Linked DNA regions of Mus musculus: regions 1 and 2 are each linked to region 3. A link is a contact called in public promoter capture Hi-C data. All regions are on one chromosome and are shown on one strand. The core of a region is the stretch at or near the end of the contact, and the rest is flanking DNA. Distances in the headings are between cores, read along the strand shown.

Region 1 (4,518 bases), core at 1,250-3,749, 540 kb after region 3:
CAGTGCCTCCTGGTGGCCATGCAAGGGATATCTCTGCCAGCCCCAAAGCTGTTGCCTGCCTGACTCTTACCTACCCATCCTCCAGGCTCCCGTCATTTTTCCGAGTCTCGGAACAGCAGCCACATCAAGAGACCCATGAATGCCTTCATGGTGTGGGCCAAGGATGAACGGAGGAAAATTCTCCAGGCCTTCCCAGACATGCATAACTCCAGCATCAGCAAGATCCTTGGTAAGGGCCAGGGCGTGGGTCCTCTGCAGCTCAGGGTGTTGAGCCCAGGGGACATAGCTCAGTAGGACTGGGTCTGTTTGGAGTTTTCATGCCTTATTGAATCCTGGTAGAATCTTACCAGGTGTAGCAGTTGAGATGTTCTTGGCAGCTGGATCCTAGGACCTTGTACCAGCGCAGGGCTCTTTTGGTTGTCCCTCCCCTTGGGATTTTGTGTATTCTTTACCACCTCCAAACACCCGGTGCCTCTTATGGCCTGTGCTTTGGCAGAAAATAGAGACTAGCATTGTGGACCATTGGTATAGAGACTTTGTGTCAGAGGCTGAGGAGCGGGCAGGGCCGACAAGTCTGAATAAGGGTGGTGTTTTCATGGCTGAGTCCCCTCCAGTAACTGCGCGGGTTTCTTGTCTGGAACACCAGGGTTGTTTTCGGCTTTCCCATGTCTACCCTGGCCCATGCTCTACCACTGAGCTACACCCCAGATTCACATCGGATACTTGATGGCTTGGAGTGGCTGCTCTTTCGTGAATGCCTTTGGGGCGGAGACCTCTCAGGGGTGCCGAGTTGTTTGACATGAGAATGGTACAGACTCCCCGTCATTGCCAGCCTCATCTCTTCCTGGCCCAGCATCCAGGGAGCATCCACACTTGGCCAGGCCCTTGATGAGTGCTTATGCCTTATCATTTTTGATCCCAATTGAAGACCAGGGTCCAATCAGGACTTCTAGCTAGGGCTTGGAACCTGGTGGGGTACCACGAGAGTCTGGCCCTTAGTTTTTGCCTGGTATTGGATCAGGTTCTCGCTGGAAGTCCATGACCAACCAGGAGAAACAGCCGTACTACGAGGAGCAGGCCCGTCTGAGCCGGCAGCACCTGGAGAAATACCCTGACTATAAGTACAAGCCAAGGCCTAAGCGTACCTGTGTCGTGGAGGGCCGGCGGCTGCGAGTGGGCGAGTACAAGGCCTTGATGAGGACACGGCGCCAGGGTGCTCGCCAAAGCTACACCATCCCGTGAGCAGGCCCTCCCTGGTGGCCAGAGGCGGCTTGTGGCTGCTGTGAGAGACTGGGGTTGTGTGTGTGTCTGGTCTTTGTGTGAGGCAGGCAGAGCAGCCAGCAAGGATCTGGGAGCAGAGTTGTGTGCCATCTGCCTGTGTGTGACCCCTGATGGATAATGACTGTGTGCGAGACTGGTGACTGGGAGTTGGGTATAAGACCTAAACTGGGGCACCTGCAGCCTGACAAACGCAGGGCAAATTGAGAACACCACAGGTATTCATCCCGTAGGAAGGCCCCTTATTTGACCATGACAGGCACTAGGGTAGAGTTCTGTGGTCAATGACACTAAAACAAAATAATATTCACGTGCCACCGTCCAACATACCCTCGACTCTGAGCTTTCGAGCTATAGCTGGCAGTGAATTTGGCCATCAGGAAGCACACGCAAGGGCCAGAGTATGCCGGTTACCCAGCCTGCAGGGAGGGCTGGAAGGGCTGGGAGGGCACATGGGTACATCTGTAATTGCGAATTTTCTCTGCCTCTCAGCCCGCAGGCTGGCCAGGCACAGGTGAGCTCAGATATCCTGTTCCCTCGGGCAGCGGGCTTGCCCCTGGCACGTCCACTGGTGGAGCACTATGACCCCCAGGGCCTGGACCCCAACATGCCTGTCATCATCAATACCTGCAGTCTCCGGGAGGAAGGGGAGGGCACAGATGACAGGCACTCGGTGGCCGATGGAGAGATGTACCGGTACAGCGAGGACGAGGACTCAGAGGGTGACGAGAAGAGTGATGAGGAGCTGGTGGTACTCACAGACTGATCCCCAGCTCGCTGGGCCCGGCCCGTCACCGCTGGGGGAAAGACCTTGTTCCCATCCGGACAGGCACAGCCAGCCTTCCTGAACTATCTTGGTACTTGGACTTGGGTGTGGCCAGGTGATGGGTGAAACTGCACTTGTAGATACATTCCCAAGATGGGGGTCCTCCTCTTCATCACACCTCTGGGCCCATCGGAGGAGCCAATGGCCTGGCTGGGTGGGAGTCATGTGGCCGTGGTGGACAAAGCTTGCTGAGGGTTTTAGCCCTTGGGGACAATGGCCAGGGACCACTGGATGTACTTCCTCCTGTCTGCCCACCCACTCAAGGGGATGACAGGGACACACCTGCCCCCCTGAGGTCACATGCTTTGTTTCCATTTCTTCTTGGTCCAGACCAGCCATTGTGGGACAACACACCTGCCCTACAAGCTCCCAGGTCACCCCTCTGCCACCTGGGTTACTTTGAACTCTGCAGTCTGGCTGTGCTGTCTTTTGTCTTCCAAGTCCATGTGCCTCTGGCTACTGTGTGTCTGTGCGCGGCCCACACATGTTCATCACGCCACTCTTGGCAGAAGGCATTTGCTGAGTGTCACTGTGAGCCAGGCACGCCCGTGAGCTCTGTGATGTGTGTCTTGATGCTTCTCTGGGGGCTGCTTCTGTGTTCCTTTGTCCCCACATTGCTACCTCTTTGTCAGTCTGGTGTCTCAGGTTCTGCGTATTTTCTCCCCATGTACACTTCTCCCTCTTCCTCCTCCGTCTGTCCCTGTCCCACCACACCCGCTGTATCCTCTGGGTGTTTGTAGGGCCCAGCCTGCCCCTGGGACTGGCAGTTCCTGACCCCCATGACCCCTTCCCTCCCTTCAGACTCTGCCAGTCAGTTCCCACGGAGCCATTTTTAGCTCCCAGGGCCGTGAGAGCCAGCCCAGGCCTCCAAGGGGGCTCTGCCCTGATTCCCAACGTGTGTGCCGCAGTCATGAGGATCTTTTTCTCAGTGACAGCCCTGCAGAGGGGACCCCATGGCAGCTGGTCTCCATCCCTTCTTCATGAGCTTAGGGTGGCTTCTTCCCTCCCCCCCCCCTTTCCTCCTAAATTAGCTTCCTGGTTGTATCCCAAGGAAATCATTAGCACCTAGTCAAAGATCTGGAGCTGCCCTGGGGCAGGGAAAGACCCCAAACCCCACAAGGCCAGGTGCTTCCCTCCCCACCGCTGTTGACCCTATTTCTCTCCAGACTGTTTCTTTTTATGACTGTAAACATAGATAGTGCTTTATTTTGTTACTAAGAAGATAATGATGAATAACTTAACCAGCATATTTGTTTTCTGATGGGTGTAATAAAGACCGACCATTTCAGGACGTGCCCTTTCTCTGCTGGGAGGCTGGCCTGGCCGAATTCTCGAGTCTAGCGCCAGCCAGTCGCTGCTGCCCCCTGGTGGCAGCATGTGGGAGCATCAGGCAAAGTGTCTGAAAGTAATGGCTTTGACCGGACGGAGACCTAGGACAGGCCTGTGACAGACACACTGCTGAGGGAGGCACTGCAGCAGCCTGGAGGGACAGTGGCTCAGCTCCCCCCTTCACTGAAAGGAATAAGTCTTAAAACTTCCTCATGAATCTTACCGTCTGGGAGAGGGAGTCACTTGGATCCATTGAAAGCTGTGGGCTCATTCCGCAACAGGGTTCACACACAGACACTCAGGAGGGCTCCCTGCCATACTTATCTAGTGATGGTCTTCAAAACTCCATGACCCAACACTTAGAATGGGGATCTCAAAGCCATAGTTGTGACAGAATCGTCACTGGAGGAAAGGACAGAATTCCTCAAAATTAATGGGGTTCTGTAAAGACAGGTCTTGGTTACACTCATACCATCAACATGGTATGGAGGAACAGCAGCTCTTGTAAAAGAAATGGTCCAGGTTAACAAAGGCTCTGTCCTCCATGAGGCGCGGGTGTGTGTGTGTGTGTGTGTGTGTGTGTGTGCGCGCGCGCGCGCGTGCATAGTGTATGTTCCTCACAGAGCTTGGGTTCCAAGTCCAAACCCCTTCTTTAGGAAAAGCTGCATCACCTGGAAGGGCTGAGAATCGGCCTTTGAGGATGAGGGGTCATCAGAGGAGGCCAGGGTCATCCAGCCACCACATGGGGCAAGAGGGAGAAGACTGTTTCTGGGTGGCTAAGAGATGCTCTGGGTATTGTGAGATTGAACCTGAGCTGATAGGCTCAACGTTCACTATTTTGGCTATAGACACACACACACACACACACACACACACACAAAACCTTACCTTCAGCAAAGATGTTGGGAAGTAGAGGAAACTTAACTATGGGGCAAACTTGGCATTGCAGAGGATTTCTTCATTTTACATGTGGGTGAAAGTAGATAAAGAGGGATTAAGACCACACACTGCAGGCTGGAGATGGCTCAGCAGTTAAAGAGCACTGACTGCTCTTCTGAAGGTCCTGAGTTCAAATCCCAGCAACC
Region 2 (4,478 bases), core at 1,908-4,407, 690 kb after region 3:
GTCTGAACAGCCCATAGTATCTGCCAGAAGCTCCGGGTTCAGGCTTTACCATATCACCATTCCAGAAACCTTGCAGAGAGGGGACTCTCTGGCACCTGGGCTTGACCTCTGGGACCAGAGCCCTATGCAACCTCAGACAAGATCACCACACTTCTCTGTGCCCAAGGAGAGCTTATGGTCTGCTACATACTCCTTCAACATAACAACCTGCCTAATATAGAAATTTCTTGAACTAGAAGAGCCTAATTTGTGCTTCTGAGAAAGGACCAAAAAATGTACCTCAGAAAAAGAGAATCCAGTTCAATTTCCAGGGTGGTTCCAACTTAATCTCCCCCCAATGCTTCTGCACCTACAAGTCTACACACATGTTCAGAGAAACCACAAGCCTGAGGGTCTGGTAACTGGGGACCTGCCTGGGGAATCCCACATATTTTTCAGACTCTCAGGTCTAAATCCTCAGAAGGGGAATGATTCTGATGCTCTAAGGCCTCTGGGAGCCTCCGATTTGGAAGAGTAACCATCTATAGTTGAGCGCTCAGGAGAAGCCAAGACTTCAGGCACTAGAAATTGAACATTGTAAATGTCCCTTCCCTAGCCACATAAAGAGATGTTTATAAATGACTGATACTAGGTACCAAGACTCCCAAGTGCAAAACAGACCTTGTGTACCGCTCCCAAAATATACTCCACAAATCCCCTCTGTGGTTTCCGAGGGCAGATGATATCATCATTTCTAAAAGACGACTCTGGACAGGAGCTACAAGCCCCAGCCCAGCAGCTGGAAAGGAGTCTCCATTGGAGTCATCCAGGACACGGAAGAGGAAGTAAGAGCTGACCCCTGGCCAGTGGCCTTGTTTTGGAGAGGAAACCTCCTTTATCTTGGGAACTGCAGGGAAGCCAAAACTCAGTTTGAACTCCCTGGGCGTGAGGGCTGCAGAGAAAGGGGCCAGGATGGGATCAGAAACTGAGCCTGCAGGAGGCTGCCCGAAGGAGGCCTTAGCAGAGGATCCGCTTAGAGAAAATGCTGGAAGCAAAATCTGTGGACTACATGGGCCAGTAAAACTTCAAATATTGAAATCTGAGGAACCAATGTAAGGCTGCCAAGCTTTTGGTTTTTGCCAAATAAGGAAATCATAAAGCCCAATACCATCTCTCCTCACTGTCCACCATGAAAAGACAGGAAGCTGTAACCTCAGGATATTGTAACACATCTCGCATCACAAGAGAAGTCCTTCACACGAAATACAGTTTGCTTTCAAAAAGAAGAGGAGGAAGAGGAAAAAGAGGAGAAGGAGGAGAAGAAGGAGAGGAAAAGGAAGAAAGGGAGGAAGGAAAGGAAAGGAAGAAGGAAGGAAGAAAGAAAGAGAAAAAGAAAAATACATTCTCTTTGCTTTTCTTAATTCATCTTATCTGCCATAAGCCAAAACTTGAAACCTTGGGACTCAAAGGGCAGATGACCTCTCTATGACTGTTTTTAATTTGAGCATAAGAGTTAAGAAAAAAGATCCTAAACTTTGGAGATTTTGGCCTCCCTTGGTGCTGGCCATGGGTGGGGGTGGAAACCACAAGCATGTTAGCTTAGCCTCTGGGAAGATACCACTGCCAACTACAGAGCACCAGGAAGGGTTTGGTAACTTTATGATTTAATGTTCACCGAGGCTCCCTCTCCACCCTGGATCCCCATGCTTCTATGAGACTCTAATTTTATTGTCCTCTTTACATTTTAAATAATTCAAGTTGAAGACAGAAAGACAATTTGGCTGAGGTGATAAATAATACCTGAGATATTCAGTAGGCTGTGGGCGTGGCTGTGAGCACCCCATCAGCAAGACACAGTTGGAGGCCACAGAGTAGGGCTTCTCCACCCAAAGGAGTGTTTTCTACATTTGGCTGGGGTGGGGGTGGGGGTTGGGGTGAACCAGCAGAGGGAGGCACATAAAGAACGGAGCTGACTGACCAGAGGGACGTGCACCAGGACCAGCACGTGATTAGGAACTGGGTTAGGAACTGGATCATGAGTTTGCTGCTTCTTCCCACCGACTCACAGAGGGCAGCCTCTCTCAGCTCCTTCTTCATCTGCACCGGGGGAATAGGTGCTCCCTGCATTATTACAGGGAGCCCCATGAGGGTCAGAGTCGGCTCCCTTCCACCTTTACCCATCCTGTACCTGATGCAGTGCCAAGAGAGGGAGAGCTGAGAATGCATGTCCCGCACTGGCAAGGACAGCAGATGAACACACATTGCTGATGTCCCGCACGGGCTAGGACAGCAGAGTAGACACACATTGCTGTGGCTCTGAGCTGGAATACTGATACAACCAATGATTGTTGCTGCTGCCTGTGGGCCAGAACCCTACACGGAGGCTTCTACCAAGCAGTCAATACTGGAAATTCTATTTAGAAGAAGCTGGTGACATAAATGAGAAATATTTTCTTTAAATTCCCACAATTTAAAAAATAACCACACCACACAAACTGCTAATTACACTGTTACTGAGGGGCAGTGTGCTTGGCCCATCCTATCCCCACCCCAAGGCACTGAGTTCCTGTTTTTGCCAAATTCACACTGCCTATCACACACTCAAACACTGATTTCCTCAAAGGCAGCAGGCAACCCTGGTTTTCTCTTCCAGATTACATCTCCACAGGGAGCCGAGAACTCCTGGGCGGTTGCAACTTTAGAACATCCCCCAGCACCCCCTGATATTCATTTCCAACCACTCCAGGTCTGTCTCTAGCTCTTCTAATGCATATCTCATCACCCCTAAATCTACTTTTCAAATCCAACCTCCATGTTCTCGCTGAGCCCCATTCATCCTGGCCCACCCACCATCCCAGCCAGATCCCGGCTAAATCCTGTCTCACAGCATGTGCTGCCCACAAGGCCAGTTACAGCTCAAATGGGCCCTGGCAGCAAACCAAAGCCGCCTGCCCATCAACCTCTCTTAGGTAGTCTGCCGAGTTCTGCCTCTTGCGGCTTGATAACACGCAAACCCAGAACAGCATTCAGCCAGCCTCACCCTCCGCCTCTAATCACTTTCCCGTCCAAATATCCATATCCAGGCATAATGCCAGCCCCACCCACCTAAGGCATTGGCCTCCCTCCTGCCCTGCACTGAGAATAAAGTGCTCCTGGCATTTGTCTCTCACAGCTCTGACTCTCCCTGCTGATTCAAAGTAACTGTACATGGAGATCGTGCCGGAAGCCACTGGTTAGTTTAGCTACACCAGAAGGGAGCCAAGTGCCTGCCACACCAAAGCTCTCCCAGAGACATGAGTTCACTGGACACTCCACTACAGACCCACCTCTGTAAGGCCTCTCTCTGATCCCTTACTCCGAGTACATCGATATCCATATTTCATTCCAAAAATGAGATAGCTCCATGGGAGGCCCCAAGGTCGAGGGATCCAGGATCGTATTTGTTAGGAGAAAAGTGGGGACACCTGAAAGGGAGAGGGGGTAAGGGAGAATGGACACCCCTTTACGGTGACATAGTCCTCTCTGATGTTCCCTGGAAGGTTTGGGTAGCCCCAGTCCTTCCTAGCTAACACTTCCAAGCTCCCTAATTTTACCTTTTATGCTGAGAGTTAGAGCCCAGCTGAGAGACGCAGAGCACTCGCTGACTGAGAAGAGGAGAAGCAGCACTCCTGTTGCAAGAAATGTGCCCATGGTGGCAGCTGTGACAGCTGCCTCGGCTTCAGCTCCCATGAGAAAGAGAAGGAGCTTGGGATGAAGAATTTTCCCCAGCCTTCAGGCAAGGCTCTCGCATCAGAGCTCTTGCTCTCCCCTCCCTCCGGTGTTAACTGAAGAAACACTGGCTGAAAACCCAAGAGAAGAACTCTGAAAAGGTGATATGTGGAGTCTGGAGCTGCAGGTTGGCTGGGTCCTACATAACCTAGCAGGGCCCTGCTCCCCAGCCTGCCGCCTACTGCCCACCTTGCCTTCCGGTGCTCCTGGCTTGCTCCCTAGTAGCAGACAGCCCCCTAGCTGCAGTAGCTCCTGAAAGCAAGCCCAGCCAACTGAGCAAGCACACAGACAGTCCTGCCAGGAGCTGTCTACCGCTTTCTCAACCCCAATCCCCACCAGCAGTTCAGGTCCTGGTACCAAAGTGGTCACAGCCATAACAATGCAGGCCAAACTCCCAGCTTAGGAGCAAAGATTTTGAGATTTGTTTTTTAAATCATTCTGGTAGAAGATGTGGGTCTGACATACAGAAGTTTTAAAATACACCTTTCTCTCCTCTCCTTTTCCAATGTTCTGCATAGCACCCTCAGAGGGCCACCCCCTTCCCTTATTTTGGCACAGACAACCCAATCAGGAAACATGAGAATGGCAAAAGATGGTAGCAGTCATGGTGACAAATGTAGAAGCCAGAAATGGAATGGCCTGGCAAAGCTGGAGAGGGACTGCCAGCCCGACTTGGCATCCTTGGTTGGCAGAAGGGAAAGAGAAAGCTTTAAAGCCCAATACTCTTACTT
Region 3 (4,947 bases), core at 806-3,305:
GGCCTCCTGTGTGTATCTGAAGGCTATGGGCACGGCTCAGTGGTAGAGTGTAGGGCTGTGGGCCAGGCGGGTGTGGGATGCGGGGAGGCACTGGGAGTCTGAGACCTGTGAAAGCTGGAGCTGGCTTGGGGGTGCCCGAGCCTATGACAAGTCAGGGTCCATGGGGTTCTCAGGCTCTTGGACATCTAGGTGCTCCTGGAAGTCCCAGAAGAGCTGAGAACAGAGTGGGGGCCTGAGGGCTGGATCTAGGCCAGGTCCAGGGAACAGGGGGGCAGAAGAGGAGCTCCAGCTAGTCCCACTTGGCTTCATGGGTGGCAGGATTGGTGGTGGTTGTGGCAGGGAGCACCGAGAGGCCTTCTATGGGAGATTAGACAGTGGCTCTGTAGGCAAAGGCCTTCTCCATGGCTCCCCATGTCTGAAGAGACCAAACCATTTATTGTCATGGTGGAAAGTAAATGTGTAAAACCATACCCCACTTCTCAGGGCAGGCCTGAGATTAAATACCTTTTGCAGGGAGGAGCATCTGGGAAGGGAATCTTACTGGCCATGCCCTCTGGGCCTCTAGGTATTTCATTAGCATGGAGATCTCTGCCTTGAGCCTAAGTGGCCACAGATCACATCTCTTTTCCTATTAAATTGGTCTGAGATGTTAAGGATGCCTCATCTACATGTGGAAGGGCTTGGGGCATTGCCCCCAAGTGACTGATGGCCACAAATCTATGGGGGTGAGGAGGGAGGCTGAGGCTGGTGACAGGGGCCTGGTGCCTGGGAACAGGCAAAACTCCTTAGATCCCTTCAGGGTCTCTGGGGCTTCAAACTTTTAGCTCGACCAAGGAACAGGCTCACAGTCCATGGCCCCACAGTAGAGCACTGACCTAACACAAGCAAGGCCCTACAACTCCCTCCAGCACAGGCTTTTGGGGGTTGTGATAGCAAGAAGGCAGGTAAACAGGCAGTGAGTGACATTTATATCTCTACGCTGGCTAGGATTCCCTACAATCCCTTCTGAAGCTCCACGGTCTTACCTGAGACACAGACACAGAAATAGGGGCATCTCAAAATCAAGTGACTTGCCTAAGAACACACTTTATTTCCTGTGAGTGGAAGAGCCGGGGACTTTGAGAGTTAGGGGACAGTGACAAGAGTCCCTTGTGGGCTTTGTAGGTCTCTGATGACCTAATGGTGACTGAGTAAGTGTTTCCCTTAGGTTCTGAGCCAGAAGTTGTACTGAATGCACCTTAAAGCCAAGTGTGCCTGACTTTTCAGATGGGGACGGGGGTGGGGGTCATTGTTCAGATAACAGAGACTTTTGAATTGGTTTCCAGGAAGTGGATATGCATTGGGGAGCCTGGCATCATCCTGTTTCTGTGGGATGACCACACAGCCCCCAAACCTCACCTGAGTGTGTGACACAAAGCTGGAGGAAAAGCCCCAACACTGTCCTCAGGAACTAGGAACAATGGCTTGCGGATTTACAATTGGAAACCTGCTTTAATTTGGCTGTGTGATCCTCAGGCCAGAGTGGCCACCAAACCAGTAGTTACCTCTTATATCAGCCCACTGCACAGTGAGTCTCCACTCCCTTAGCAAGCTTCTGGGCTGTGATAGGGAAATATTGTCACTGTGTATGCTCTGAAAAGTGTCTCGTGGCTCCTCAGTGAGTTGAAGAATTGACATCAGGGAAGTAAGGCGCTTGTTAGAAACTCAAGTGGCCAGGGCTGGACCCAGCGACCCCACCCTGCCTGCACAGAAGCAGAGGCCTTGCCAAGTGCTTTCCTCTCTTGATTTGGCTTAGTTTCCAAACACGGGTCAAACGGTCCCTCTCCAGAGCAGCAGCAGCAGCAGGAAACATTATTAAAAGTGAGCCGTTAGCGGGCATCGGGTGTGGATGAGGTCTGTGGAGTTTTGGCTGCCAAATAAAGACTTTATTGTTGTCATCTCTCCTTTCCCAAGCTCCCTCCCTCTCTCCTCTGCTCCCTCCTCCTCCCTGCCCTCCCCCCTCTGATCTGCCCCTCCCTCCCCAAACTAACCTCCCCACCCCAATAGGATCTGGTAGAAGAAAAGTCAGGCAGACACACGCAGACACGCACCAACTGGGAGACCAGAACTTCTAGCTGGCTCTCTGCTGCCACAGCTCCAGCAAAGGGTGGGGAGGAACAGAAGAGTGCCCCAGAGTCCAGAGGAGAGGCAGGTGTGTGCAGGTAAGTTCAGGCAGTGGGGGAGAAGACTAGAAGGCTCCTTCCTCCAGGGGTTCTCTCTAGCTCTGTCCAATCTTTCTTTCCTCCCTCCTGGCCTTCTTCCTTCTCATTTTTCCTCTCTAAAGAGTTCAGATGTAGCCTTCCTCATTTCCTGATGACACTCTCTTGTCTCTCCAACATCCTGCATCCTAGCGTTTGCTTGCTGCTGAAGTTAAACTTTCTAAGTGCAGATGTTTGTGGAGCACACAGAGCTGTGTCGCACACAGAATTTGAACAGAGCAGGTGTTGCCATGGGAACTGGACACTAGAACCGAATTCTCTACACCTTTCATGTATTACCATGCACTGCAGAAGACAGACAGAAAGATAGACAGACAGACACACACACACACACACACACACACACACACACACACACACACTGGGTTTTGTCTCTTACTCTCTCACGTGCCTCCTCAACTGCCTGACCAGAGACAGCGTTTTCCTTCTGAGATGACAGAGCCAAAAGACAATCACGCCTTGGCTGGTCAGGGAGGATATGAACAATCAAGTGATTTTTTTTGAAAATTTCTTTCTTTTGAACTTAATCAGGCAGAAGGGAGAGAAAAGTGGCCCTCCAGCCTACACAGTATCCTCTCAGCAGCCCGAATTCCTGTCTCCCTCCCCAAACCACTTGGCTCTTACAAAAAGAAGTCAAGCTTGCCTGCAAGCCTTGGAGGCCCTAACTCCTGAGTTAACAGTTCCACACACACACACACACACACACACACACACACACACACACTACATAGTCAGAAACACTCTTCTCTCTGAAGTTATTCTGAGATTATCCTGACCAGTCAGCTGGTAAGGGGGCTTGAAGTAGAGGAAGCAGGGAGGGGAACCTGGGAGTCTTATTTGCACAGCTCCCCCCTCTCCTGCAATAGAGGGGCCCCATGGCAGTAAGAAGGGGGGCACTACTTGATCCTCAGAGGGCCCTGAGCAGTAGGCAGGGAATATGGAAGCTTTAGTAAAACAGGGACAGACACTCATTACAGACCCATCAAACAGAACCCAAGAGGTCCAGAGCTGTGTTAATACATCCTGAGACTCCCCTAACTCCCTTGGGATTCACATAAAGGGCTATGTGGTGTCCTCAAAAAGGAGCCCCTGCAGTCTTGACAGTGAGGGCTGAGAGCCACTGCAGGAGGGAACAAGGCACTCTCTTGTGATTACTAACATCATCCATACTAGGCAACCATACTTCGGGGGAACATTCTACAAAGAACATTCTACCTTAGTCTATCTCCTCTTACCTGCTAAGCTACCTGTCCCAGGTACCCAAGAGCTAGTACTAGCTGTCAACCATCCCTTCTAGATTCTCTCTCCCCGTACCCCACAGGTCTGTCCCATTTGACTCTCTCAGAGGACAGACGAGTTGATAATGTCCCTTATCCACCCTCACCTTCCTTGAGGAGAGCACCTCAAGGCTAGAAGGAACAACAACAGCAACAACAACAACCACAACCACAACCACAAAGACAAGGAGAAGCCCTAGATCTCAGAAGAAGCCACAACCAGCTGAAAAGAGAGATTTCCATTTGCCAGCCAGTGTCCCCACCTCTGCAGAAAGCGGAGAGCTGGGTTAGTAAGTCAGGATGGAGACACACAGCGGGCTTTGCACGGGTGTCTGGGGAGTTCCAATCAGTTGACACTGAATGTCCAATGTAGTCTTCTGAGCCACACAGGGAATGAAGTTTCTCTGAGTACCTACACTGTAAGAAGGACCCCTTCTTCTCCAGCAGTAGGGAAATGAAGGATGTTAACCAAGCAGTCTGATGGTGGGGGGAAAACCATTACTTCAGAGTGGTACCAACAACCACTGGATACACACTGAGCAATCACTTTGCACATCAACTATTTTAACCCTTCCAGCATCCAGACTGGGGCTGCAGCTAGGTGGTAGAATGCTTGTATAATATGCACAGAACCCTGGTTTTAGCACCTCCAAAATAAACTTGGTCAGCAAGCCTGTTTTTTAGATGTGGAGACTGAGGCTTGTGTAGTAGTCCCGAGCTAACACAAGTTGCAGGGTGGGATCTGTCTCTATAGCCATATTCAGCATCACAGGGATTCTTCTTGGCTTTCATCAAGGATTAAAGGTGGTAGGGAGAGAGGCAGAAAGGTGGATAAAGAGGGCAGTGAGTTTTCAGAGATCACCTGACTGTCCATCTGATTTCTTCCCCATTCCCCTGAATGGGAAGCCTGTTCTTTCAGACTCCTTCCCTAAAACCATACAACCTCCATTCTGTTTACATTCTTCCTGTTCAAACCGGAATATGGTGTTTACTCTGCAAAAGTGTTAAACTTGGCTTTAGCACTTTTTGACCTACACTGCATTTTAAAGTTGCTTGTGCCACTAACATCCGACAACTAGGAGAGCTTTGCCCAACCCCAGTTCATGCTGTGCATTTTGAAGAACCCCTCACCCTGGGCTTTATTGGCCCACAGCACCTCAGCCTTACGCTGGAGGAGTCCAAACATTGACAGTCCCTGGGCTCTTACAACACATAAACAGGACAGGTGGGAAAGAGGACTTCCGCACTTTAAATTCAGGGAGCCTCTCCCAGAACCTGCTCTTCTGTAAACACATTGTCCCTGCCATTTCCAGAGTCTTGTTTCTGGATCGTGCCTTCAGATGTGTGAGCTCATCCCATCCTCATACAGATGTCAATCCTGGGGCCCAAGGGGAGAGAGAGGCAGAGGCAGG

Evidence for each region. Promoter capture Hi-C pulls out the DNA fragments that hold promoters and counts their contacts.
Region 1: a promoter capture Hi-C map of liver shows a contact between it and region 3, with 3 times the contacts expected there. The contact joins the enhancer-like site here to the promoter of Prelp in region 3. A contact is called at or near these places in 2 of 39 promoter capture datasets (embryonic stem cells and liver), 3 of 484 Hi-C or Micro-C datasets (the G1E-ER4 cell line and Th1 cells) and 1 of 9 other capture datasets (pancreatic islet).
Region 2: a contact with region 3 is called in a promoter capture Hi-C map of liver, with 3 times the contacts expected there. The contact joins the enhancer-like site here to the promoter of Prelp in region 3. A contact is called at or near these places in 5 of 39 promoter capture datasets (the HPC-7 cell line, hematopoietic stem and progenitor cells, liver and 2 more) and 1 of 115 datasets of contacts at active chromatin or transcription factors (pancreatic cancer cells).

The regions. Positions count from the first base shown.
Region 1 is chr1:133,381,177-133,385,694 of GRCm38.p6, reverse strand. Sox13 (SRY (sex determining region Y)-box 13) reads left to right here. Exons shown (of 14, transcript NM_011439.2): 12 at 86-229; 13 at 1,022-1,238; 14 at 1,771-3,395. The coding sequence ends at 2,044. Among named protein-coding and RNA genes, the nearest start is that of Etnk2, 20 kb to the right of the region's middle. Within about 2 kb of position 2,499, at least 12 of the 459 cell types and tissues checked have an H3K27ac peak or open chromatin away from gene starts, as enhancers often do. A contact at or near this core is called in liver, where this site is marked.
Region 2 is chr1:133,225,665-133,230,142 of GRCm38.p6, reverse strand. It overlaps a transcript of Plekha6 not described here. Among named protein-coding and RNA genes, the nearest start is that of Gm51648, 14 kb to the right of the region's middle. Within about 2 kb of position 3,157, at least 90 of the 459 cell types and tissues checked have an H3K27ac peak or open chromatin away from gene starts, as enhancers often do. A contact at or near this core is called in liver, pancreatic cancer cells and trophoblast stem cells, where this site is marked.
Region 3 is chr1:133,918,509-133,923,455 of GRCm38.p6, reverse strand. Prelp (proline arginine-rich end leucine-rich repeat) reads left to right here and starts at 2,055. Exons shown (of 3, transcript NM_054077.4): 1 at 2,055-2,201.